Regions from separate parts of the Mus musculus genome. Here all the other regions are linked to region 3. Evidence: chromatin contacts called from public Hi-C and HiChIP or PLAC-seq data. All regions are on one chromosome and are shown on one strand. Each heading gives the region's core, a stretch centred on a gene start, on an enhancer-like site or on the middle of the called end of the contact. The rest is flanking DNA. Distances are from core to core; before and after follow the strand shown.

Region 1 (2,700 bases), core at 88-2,587, 220 kb after region 3:
ACGTAGCTAAGACGAGAGAGAGAGAGAGAGAGAGAGAGAGAGAGAGAGAGAGAGAGAGAGAGAGAGAGACTGAGACTCACTGAGCTTTGTCTTTTCAAGAGCCCGCAGGTGTACTGACAGTCACCAGGCACCCTCCAGGGAATTGAGAAGTACATTCTAAATTAGATTTTTCACTTGAGGAGATGGAAATATTTTATCTGTTTAGAGAAAATATTCTGTTTAGAGAATGCGTAATTTCATGGCTTTCAACTAGCCTACAGTGTATCAGCTTACCTAACTGTATGTTAAGGCGAGGTGGTTTGATTCACTTCAGTCAACTTCATCAAAGCGATGGCTCTGTGCGAGGGTTGCGGTGATTTTCTGTCTGCTTTCTCTTTATTCTGGGTCTCCTAATATTTACTGGCTAGGAGTCTAATCAGCAGAAACCCTATAAGCCCCTGCCCTCTTCCATCTCTTCTGTCTCTTTCTGACAAGTGTAATTAGATTGGCTTTCACAGGCTATCTCACGTTAATAACCCTTCAGTAAAAGCCATTAGGTTCTTTGGAGTTGTCTCTATCCCCTGACAAAGACTTCTTCCAGTCACACTAATTACTAATAATCCCACCTCCCACTGAACCAGCTCTAACCTGATTTTGTCTGACCTTCTAGTTTGACCTGTTGTAGTTAATGCCGTGGACCTAATTCTGCGAAACATATGAATGAGCTAATTAGTGTAGTGACTTTCCATTTAAGGTTGTTTTGATTCTTTTTTGTCTTTGCTCTCTTCCACCCTAGCTACTTCTTTGTTGCCCGCCCCTCCTGACACATTCTCTTGACTTCCTCTCGTTTACAAATGTTTTATGTCCTTTGTACATCTTGTGAACATGGGTAGCTTTGGGCCACTTAGTCCTGCTGCTCCACAAAATAAGTGTCTGAGCACATTCCTGGCTCCCGGAGAGATCTCACCAGGCCTGTTGAATGCTGGACCTGAACAGTGGAGCAGCCCAGACTCTGTCCTATAGCAAAGCTAGCCCTGCAAGTCACTGGGAACTGGACAACTAGAACTCAGTGGTCAGAAGTCAGAAGGGACTGTGCAGGCCGTTGACACTTAAGCTGAGCTATCATCTCTCAAGCTCAGGAACGCCCGTGCGGTTGACTGCCAGGAGACTGCATTCTAGACTTCACTTGCTGGGGCGGCTGTCTGGCAAGGCAGCTGTCATGGTAGAGTCTGCAGCACGAGAGGATGCGATGTCATGGACCGACTTCTTTTATTGCTGGGATGGGAAGTAGGGAGCGGCAGCTGGTATGTCATCGTCCTCCCCACCCAACCCCCACCCCACTTCTAGGTAGCCTGACAAGAACTGCTAGGTATTGAATTGTGGGGTGTGGGGGGGGGGGGAGGCTTGCCAGGAAATAGCCTGACTTAAGAAGCTGGAGGAAAAGGAGTTTATGAACCACATCTGTGCTATCAAAGTGAAATTGTAAATTGTATCATTAGGATGCCATGACTGGAAAACCCAAATGCTGAGATTGAGAAGTAAGCTTCTAGTGATCTCATCTAGCTCAGCTGGAGTTCCCTGGCTTATGTATAGTTTTAAAATTGTGTGTGTGTGTGTGTTGTACACTCCACATGGAGGACAGAAGACAACATCAAGTGTTGTATGTCAGAAGCCATACACTTCATTTGAGGCCGAGAACGCTTGTTGGTCAGTAACTGCCAAGTAGCGTGGGCAGACAGGACAATGACCCCATGGCTCGATCTGGCTTTGCCTCTCCAGTTCCGGCTTACAAGGACCCCCCACCACATCTGTCTGATTTTGCTTGGTTCTGGGGGTGGAACTCAGGTCTTGGTGATGGTAAAGCAAGGATGCTGTGCCCCGAGCTGTCTCCTCAGGAGTTAGTTTGCTTTCCTGCGTATGTATTTTCTGGCCCTTCCTCCCTTGTTTTTAAATGCTCGCCACCCTGTATGGAGAGGGAAACATTTTCAGTTATATCAAGGACGGCTTTCCTATTTCTTACTCAAGAGGAACAGAACAGAGCGTCAGTTGCAGGTTAGCTCTGTGTAACCCTTCAGGTCTTGGAGGTCCTTGGACTGAAGCTGTGGCTTCCAATGGAAGCACCCCGTGGATTCGGTTAAACCATGTGCAATGCAATTGCTCAGTGTAGGGGTCAAAAGGACTTGCACACCAGTGGATTTGTGATTCAGCCTAATACCACGAAATGGCTCCTTGTTTTCCTTGCTCTTTTAGATTATTGATCTGTGTATGATTTAAAGATAAGATTTTTTTTTTTTTTGGCTAGCTTACAGTGACATTCACCAAAATAAAAGGGTGGGTTTGTTTGTTTGTTTGTTTTGCTTTATTTTCATTTGTTTTGCATTCCAGCTGGGAGGCAAAGCTTAGCCCTGACCCTGTACAGCCTGTAGGTCTGTAGCACAGCCTGCCTGTATATCATTGTCGCTAGCAGCTACAAACCTGCCTTGCACCTTTTCTAGTGGGTGGCTGGCTGAAGGGTGTGCCATGATTACAGTGTCCAAGTGTAAGCTGGGAGGAAAATGAACGGATGCATGTTGAGGTTTTTCTTTTCGGACTGGAACTCGACCTGTCTTCTGTTCTGTGTCTTTGGTGTGTGTGTGTGTTTTTTTTTTTTTTTGGCGTGTTTCTTTATGTGTTTATATGTGCTACGTGAAACATCCCGTTCTAACCGCGCTTAGTGGCCGT
Region 2 (2,700 bases), core at 84-2,583, 160 kb after region 3:
TGGTGTCCTCATCTCTGCTATGGGATAGTTACAGGATCACATTCCACTGTCGTTGAAAAGATCAGAGACTGTCCAAGCATAAGTAAGGGCTCAATAAATATAATCACAACAAATAAGCATTCCTCTTTTTTTTTCTTTTGTAGGCTATGGTGACAGTCAATAGCACATGGGAAAGGCTTGCTACTGTTAATGTAAAATGAGCGAAAGATGAAGAGCTGAGCCCGCCCCAGATGTTGCTCACCTCCTGATAACATGGTAGCAAATTCCTGGAGTGAGTGCTCACCTCTGTGGTCTTTCTCCATAACAAGCGGCTTTGATTCAACAACTCAGGTCGTAAAGGTCAGACACGTTTCAGTTTTATTTGTAAAGCTCACCTGAATATTTCCGTTGATTGGAGATTAAGAATAGCAGATGTGAGAGATCTAGGGAATGGCACCTTTCCCTGTAACTCACTCTCCCTTGGGAGAACCTGGTTTTAAAAGTAAAGGCATACTCGGGATTCCAAAAAGAAGGGGGTAGGGCGGACTTCACAGTCACTAGTCAGGCTACTTTGGCAATAGAATACCTTTAAACAACATGAACTTTTAGAAATCTGACAAGGAGTGCAGAACTACTATTTCTGATTTTTGGTGGGCTTGCTTAAATGTCCATAAAAGATTGATGTTAAGCCGTCTAAAAGCATCTGCCCTGGTCATCGAGTTTATTTTTGTTTTATTGATCAGTTAACCCAAATAAAATCTTTGCAGGTGCCCACAAGACTGACGTTTATGCTGATTTGGGGGTAGAAACATATATGTAATCTTTCCTGCCTAATAGCATCGATGATAGAGTGCCTGTTATTATTTTCACTTACGGATCACCGACTTCACTTTCTGGTTCTTTAGGTTTGCTGGGAATGAAGCCCAGTGTGCTGGCTCTCTCTCTCTCTCTCTCTCTCTCTCTCTCTCTCTCTCTCTCTTTCTGTCTCCATCTCCATGTCTGCCTCTCTCTGTCTCTCTCTCTCTTTCTGTCTCCATCTCCATGTCTGTCTCTCTCTGTCTCTCTCTGTCTCCATCTCCGTCTCTCTCTTCTCTTCTCTTCTCTCTCTCCATCTCCCTCTCTCTCTCTCTCTCCATCTCCCCCCCCCTCTCCCTTTCTCCCTCCCCCTCCCCCTCCCCCTCTGTGGGCTATCTGTCCTTCATTTGTTAAGAGAGCGCCCAGACAGGACATAATGAACGCCTGGCTCTCCCCGCTCTTTCATCTTCATACTTATTCTCTGAAGTGCATTCCTTCACGGAATCTCGGTCAGCTCCACCCTTCCTAAAATAACAGTGTGAGGCTGTGAGGTCCACCTCCACCCTCCCCTGTGACCCTAATTGCACATAAGCCTGCTGCTGTTGAATCTGAGAAGTCAGGGCTGTCAAGGCTGTCTACATAATTTATGGGAACCAGTGCAAGATGAAAATGCCTGATCCCATTGCTCCAAACATGAGGGAAAACACTACCACTCAGAGTACAAAATGGGGAGTTCTCTTTCCTCCCCATCCCTCCCTCCCATGGTCATGCGTTTTTTATTTGTTCTTTTGTCACTATGAGTAAAGAAAGAAACCGAACTTCAAATTCCTAGCAAAGACTTTGCTATTGATCTGTATATTGCATGATGCCAGTTTTAGAGTGCTTAGCCTGGTAGAATTCCCACAGTCAATTCTTTGAACATGCATCATGACTTTCTTATTCTTCTAAGGACAATGAAACACTGCCCAAAACCCACTCAGCCATTCCTGTTCTATTTCTTTTTTGGTTGTTGTTTGTTTGTTTGCTTGCTTGCTTTTGAGACATTCTCCCTATATAGCCTTAGCCTACCCAGGAACTCACTATTAGACCAGGCTGGTCTCGAACTCACTGAAATCCTGACTGCCTCTGCCTCCCTCATGCTGGGATTAGAGGAGCTTGTCCACACACCCCGTGTAATCCCTCCTTTTCTTAGCACACATTTTTCTTGCCCGGGATCAAGGCGAGAAAATATACATGGCCCATTTTCCCTGTCTTCTCATACCATCATTTCCAACACTTGCTATTAGCTAACACATGAAAATAATCAAGGGCTTGGTTGGCTCCTTTGGTTCTTTGAATTTCTTTCTTTTTAAATTATTATTCATTTTATGTGCATGGGTGTTTTGCCTGTGTGTTTGTGTGTGTGTGTGTGTGTGTGTGTGTGTGTGTGTGTGTGTGTATGTATGCACTATGTGCATGCAGTGCCTGTGAAGGCCAGAAGAGGGCGCTGGATCCCCTGCAACTGGGGTTACTAATCACTGTGGGTCTCCATGTGGGCTCTCTGGCTCTTAGCTACTGAGCCATCTCTCCAGGCACCTTTGAATTTCCTAAAATGCCAATAATGAGGCTGGAGAGATGACTCAGCAGTTAAGAGTACATCTTATTCTTGCAGGGGACCTGAGTTCACCTCTACCCTTGCTACACACATAACTTTTTCAAATGTTGTTACTTCCTTCTAGATTAAAGACAGATTTGGTTTGAATAGAGGGGCAGCCTCTTGGGGTACTGAGGGGGCCTTCTTTATTCCATTGTAAACATAGCATGCTTACTTCCCTGAATGCTATGCATCTCAGGTCCACTAGACCACACACGCATGACAGGTAGATCATACATCTATTAAAATTATGTCTCCTCTGCTGCCATGGTCCATTGCCCCATCAGACTTTA
Region 3 (2,700 bases), core at 56-2,555:
ACAGATGATGCAGGATGAGGTCACAGGAAGATAGGATGCAAGGGATGGGACACAAGTCCCCCCAGGAGAGAGAAGGGACGAGATAAGAAGCCACTGTGTCTGGAGTTAGGAAGTTGTTAGAGTAGAAGCGAGCTTCGTGTTCCTGGAGTAAGGAAGGCAGGAACTCTCATGAGACACAGTTGACTTGGGAGTCAGATGACGTCAGCACAGGTAAAGACTCTTGCCACTAAGCCTGACAACTTGAGTTTGATCCCCAGAACCTGCTTAAAGGAAAGGAAGGGGAAGATTCCTGGACGTTCTCCGCATGACCACCATAAGCACAATTGCATCAACGTGCGCACACACATACACACACACTGACATATAAACGCTAAGGAATTGTAAAGATGGGTGTGACAATGGTGAATTAAGGGAGGCCAGCAGATGTGATAACAGTCAGCTCTGCTTGACCATTATCACACATGTGCCTTCCCATGTAATCCTCCAAATGCTGTCATGTAAAAGTCCCCGAGAACCGCATTTCAGGGAAGAGCCAGCAAGCCTAAAAACATTAAGGAAATAATGAAAGTCACACAAAGTCAAAATTGGAGCTCAAGTCTCAGCGATGGTAGCCAGAGTACTTAGTGTGAGAGCGCGCGCACGCGCACACACACACACACACACACACACACACACATACACACCTTAATTGAATTGGAGGTGAGAAGAACTAGTCACCTGAATCGCACACATAGCAAGGGTGAAGCGATTCAAGGAAAATCACAAGGCATCAAAGATTCAACAGAGTATATACACTGCTCCAAACCAGGAGCATAACAGACAGGAAGTGACCACGGACAGTTGATATAACGCACATACCCAACCAAGTGGAGGAAAGTGGGTCAAGGAAAAGTAAGAGGGTCCTCAGAAGGAACTTCAAGGAGAATGGGGACAGAGAAGGGGTTACTCCCCAGGAGACAAAGACCAATGGCTCAGGAGCAAGAGTGCCAGGCATCCCAAGGGAGACCCAGGGAGAGCTGCAGGGTGAGTGGCAGCTGCGGAATGGGAATGGCAGGAACTCTGGGGCTTCTCAGGGAGGGCAGGAATGTGCAGGCCTGGGACAACTCACCAGCCCTCAGGGTCCCTCAAGAGTCCTGCTGTTTCCCTCTCTCTGGAGATGTCAGGACACTGCCTCACTCCGGGGCCAGTGGGTGGGTACCAAGGTAGAGGAGGAATGTAGGGGCCACCGACTGGGGAAGAAGGAAGGACCAGGACCGCTGATCCCCTACTGCTGGTGGCCAGGAGCTGCCAAAACACAGGAGAATTAGCTGCTCTAGGAGGCTTACCCGGGTGCGGGCAGGAGAGGTAAATAATCCTGCCTAGAGTGCATTCCTCTATTCCCTGGAAACCCCAAGCAGAACAGTTTGCTGGGATTAGGTTAAACATGCGGCTTATTCGGAATGCATAGGACAAGACGCTCCCGCAAAGGGCAAGGAATTAGAAACGTCCAAAAGCCTCCAACCGTATCCACAGCCCCTGGGTAAGGAAGTAAGTACAGGGCAGCCACGTGATCTCAGGATCCCGGCTTTCAACCCGCTCCTCTGTCTCCTGACCGACCTTCTCTTTGCTCGGATTTCTAATTGAGAGCCACTCACTCACTCACTCACTTACTCACTCACAGATTTTCCCCATCAGCTTATTATATTCCCGCCACGCCTGGCCCCTGCTAGGCTGGGATATGGTAAACCAGTGCGTGAGACTGGTTCGAAGGTTCTAGGGGAAGACTGGAAAAGTATCTCCAAGAAAAAGGCTTTTTAATTAGAGGCCATTCCGCTATCAGTTCTCCTGGGTGGCCCCTTAGAGCTGAGAACAGCCATGCACTGTTAGCGCCACTAACGCTGTAATAAATTGATCCTTTCTCTTGCATGTCCTTTGCCTTTTTTTTTTTTTTTTTTTTTTTTGGTGGGGGGTGTAGTCTTTCTTTCCAGAACATCCTTGCCTCGGGTTTAAAAAGGAGAAGGTATTTTTGAGGGAAATGAAGCAAAGATTTTTTTTCCCCAAATAAGCAATCTGAATAAATTTGGAGGGGGGGTCCCTCCTATCAGGTGGCTCTGTGTAACTGAGTGGGGTTCCAGAGTTGTAAGATGGCTTTGACCTCGAAGAATAGCAGTAGGTCATTTCCTATCTCTATGTAAGACACAGGTCCATGCTAGCTTTCATAGGGAGTGCAGTTCACCTTGAGCCACTACAGCAGACTTATGACCCTGACGAATTGTTTTTTTATGATTATTGAAAATGTCAAGCTCATGCAACAGAATGAAGGAGACTGCGGTAGTGTCTGCGTCTGGTGTCCAGTTTCAACAGCCAGCAACATCCGCTCAGTGTGATAACTGTATTTAGTAGATGTGGAAAGGAAGAAAGTGATGAAAGAGAAGGAGAAAGAAAAGAAGGAGAGCAGCTAGGGAGGAGAGGAGAGGACGGGAGGGGAGGGGAGGGGGGAGGGAAGGGGGAGGGAGAGGGAGGGGGAGGGGAGGGGGAGAGGGAGAGGAGAGGAGAGGAGAGGAGAGGAGAGGAGAGGAGAGGAGAGGAGAGGAGAGGAGAGGAGGGAAGTATCAAGTTTGTTGCAAGCTAGAGCACATCCCCTGTGCCCACCATGCTGTTCTGATGCACTAACCCACACTGGAATCATTTTTTTTTATTATTATTACAAATTGCATGGTA

Evidence for each region. Hi-C and Micro-C count contacts between places; a contact is called where the count stands out from the background. HiChIP or PLAC-seq counts read pairs in DNA pulled down with a chosen protein or histone mark.
Region 1: a contact with region 3 is called in a Hi-C map of nephron progenitors, with 1.9 times the contacts expected there. The contact joins two enhancer-like sites. A contact is called at or near these places in 1 of 15 datasets of contacts at CTCF or cohesin (the NIH/3T3 cell line), 6 of 484 Hi-C or Micro-C datasets (the N1E-115 cell line, bone marrow-derived macrophages, cerebral cortex and 2 more), 10 of 115 datasets of contacts at active chromatin or transcription factors (bone marrow-derived macrophages, craniofacial prominence, embryonic basal ganglia and 5 more) and 4 of 9 other capture datasets (adipose tissue, embryonic stem cells, liver and 1 more).
Region 2: an H3K4me3 HiChIP or PLAC-seq map of craniofacial prominence shows a contact between it and region 3, with 2.7 times the contacts expected there. The contact joins two enhancer-like sites. A contact is called at or near these places in 2 of 15 datasets of contacts at CTCF or cohesin (the NIH/3T3 cell line and large pre-B cells), 12 of 484 Hi-C or Micro-C datasets (B cells, CD4 T cells, bone marrow-derived macrophages and 6 more), 11 of 115 datasets of contacts at active chromatin or transcription factors (bone marrow-derived macrophages, a colorectal cancer cell line, craniofacial prominence and 5 more) and 1 of 9 other capture datasets (embryonic stem cells).

What each region holds. Positions count from the first base shown.
Region 1 is chr15:25,668,889-25,671,588 of GRCm38.p6, forward strand. The region is part of intron 2 of Myo10 (myosin X); the gene reads left to right. Among named protein-coding and RNA genes, the nearest start is that of Myo10, 48 kb to the left of the region's middle. Within about 2 kb of position 1,338, at least 17 of the 459 cell types and tissues checked have an H3K27ac peak or open chromatin away from gene starts, as enhancers often do. A contact at or near this core is called in nephron progenitors, where this site is marked.
Region 2 is chr15:25,602,133-25,604,832 of GRCm38.p6, forward strand. No RefSeq gene overlaps it. Among named protein-coding and RNA genes, the nearest start is that of Myo10, 19 kb to the right of the region's middle. Within about 2 kb of position 1,334, at least 11 of the 459 cell types and tissues checked have an H3K27ac peak or open chromatin away from gene starts, as enhancers often do. A contact at or near this core is called in craniofacial prominence, where this site is marked.
Region 3 is chr15:25,444,471-25,447,170 of GRCm38.p6, forward strand. All of the region lies in intron 1 of Gm48957 (predicted gene, 48957), which reads left to right. Among named protein-coding and RNA genes, the nearest start is that of Gm48957, 32 kb to the left of the region's middle. Within about 2 kb of position 1,306, at least 47 of the 459 cell types and tissues checked have an H3K27ac peak or open chromatin away from gene starts, as enhancers often do. A contact at or near this core is called in craniofacial prominence and nephron progenitors, where this site is marked.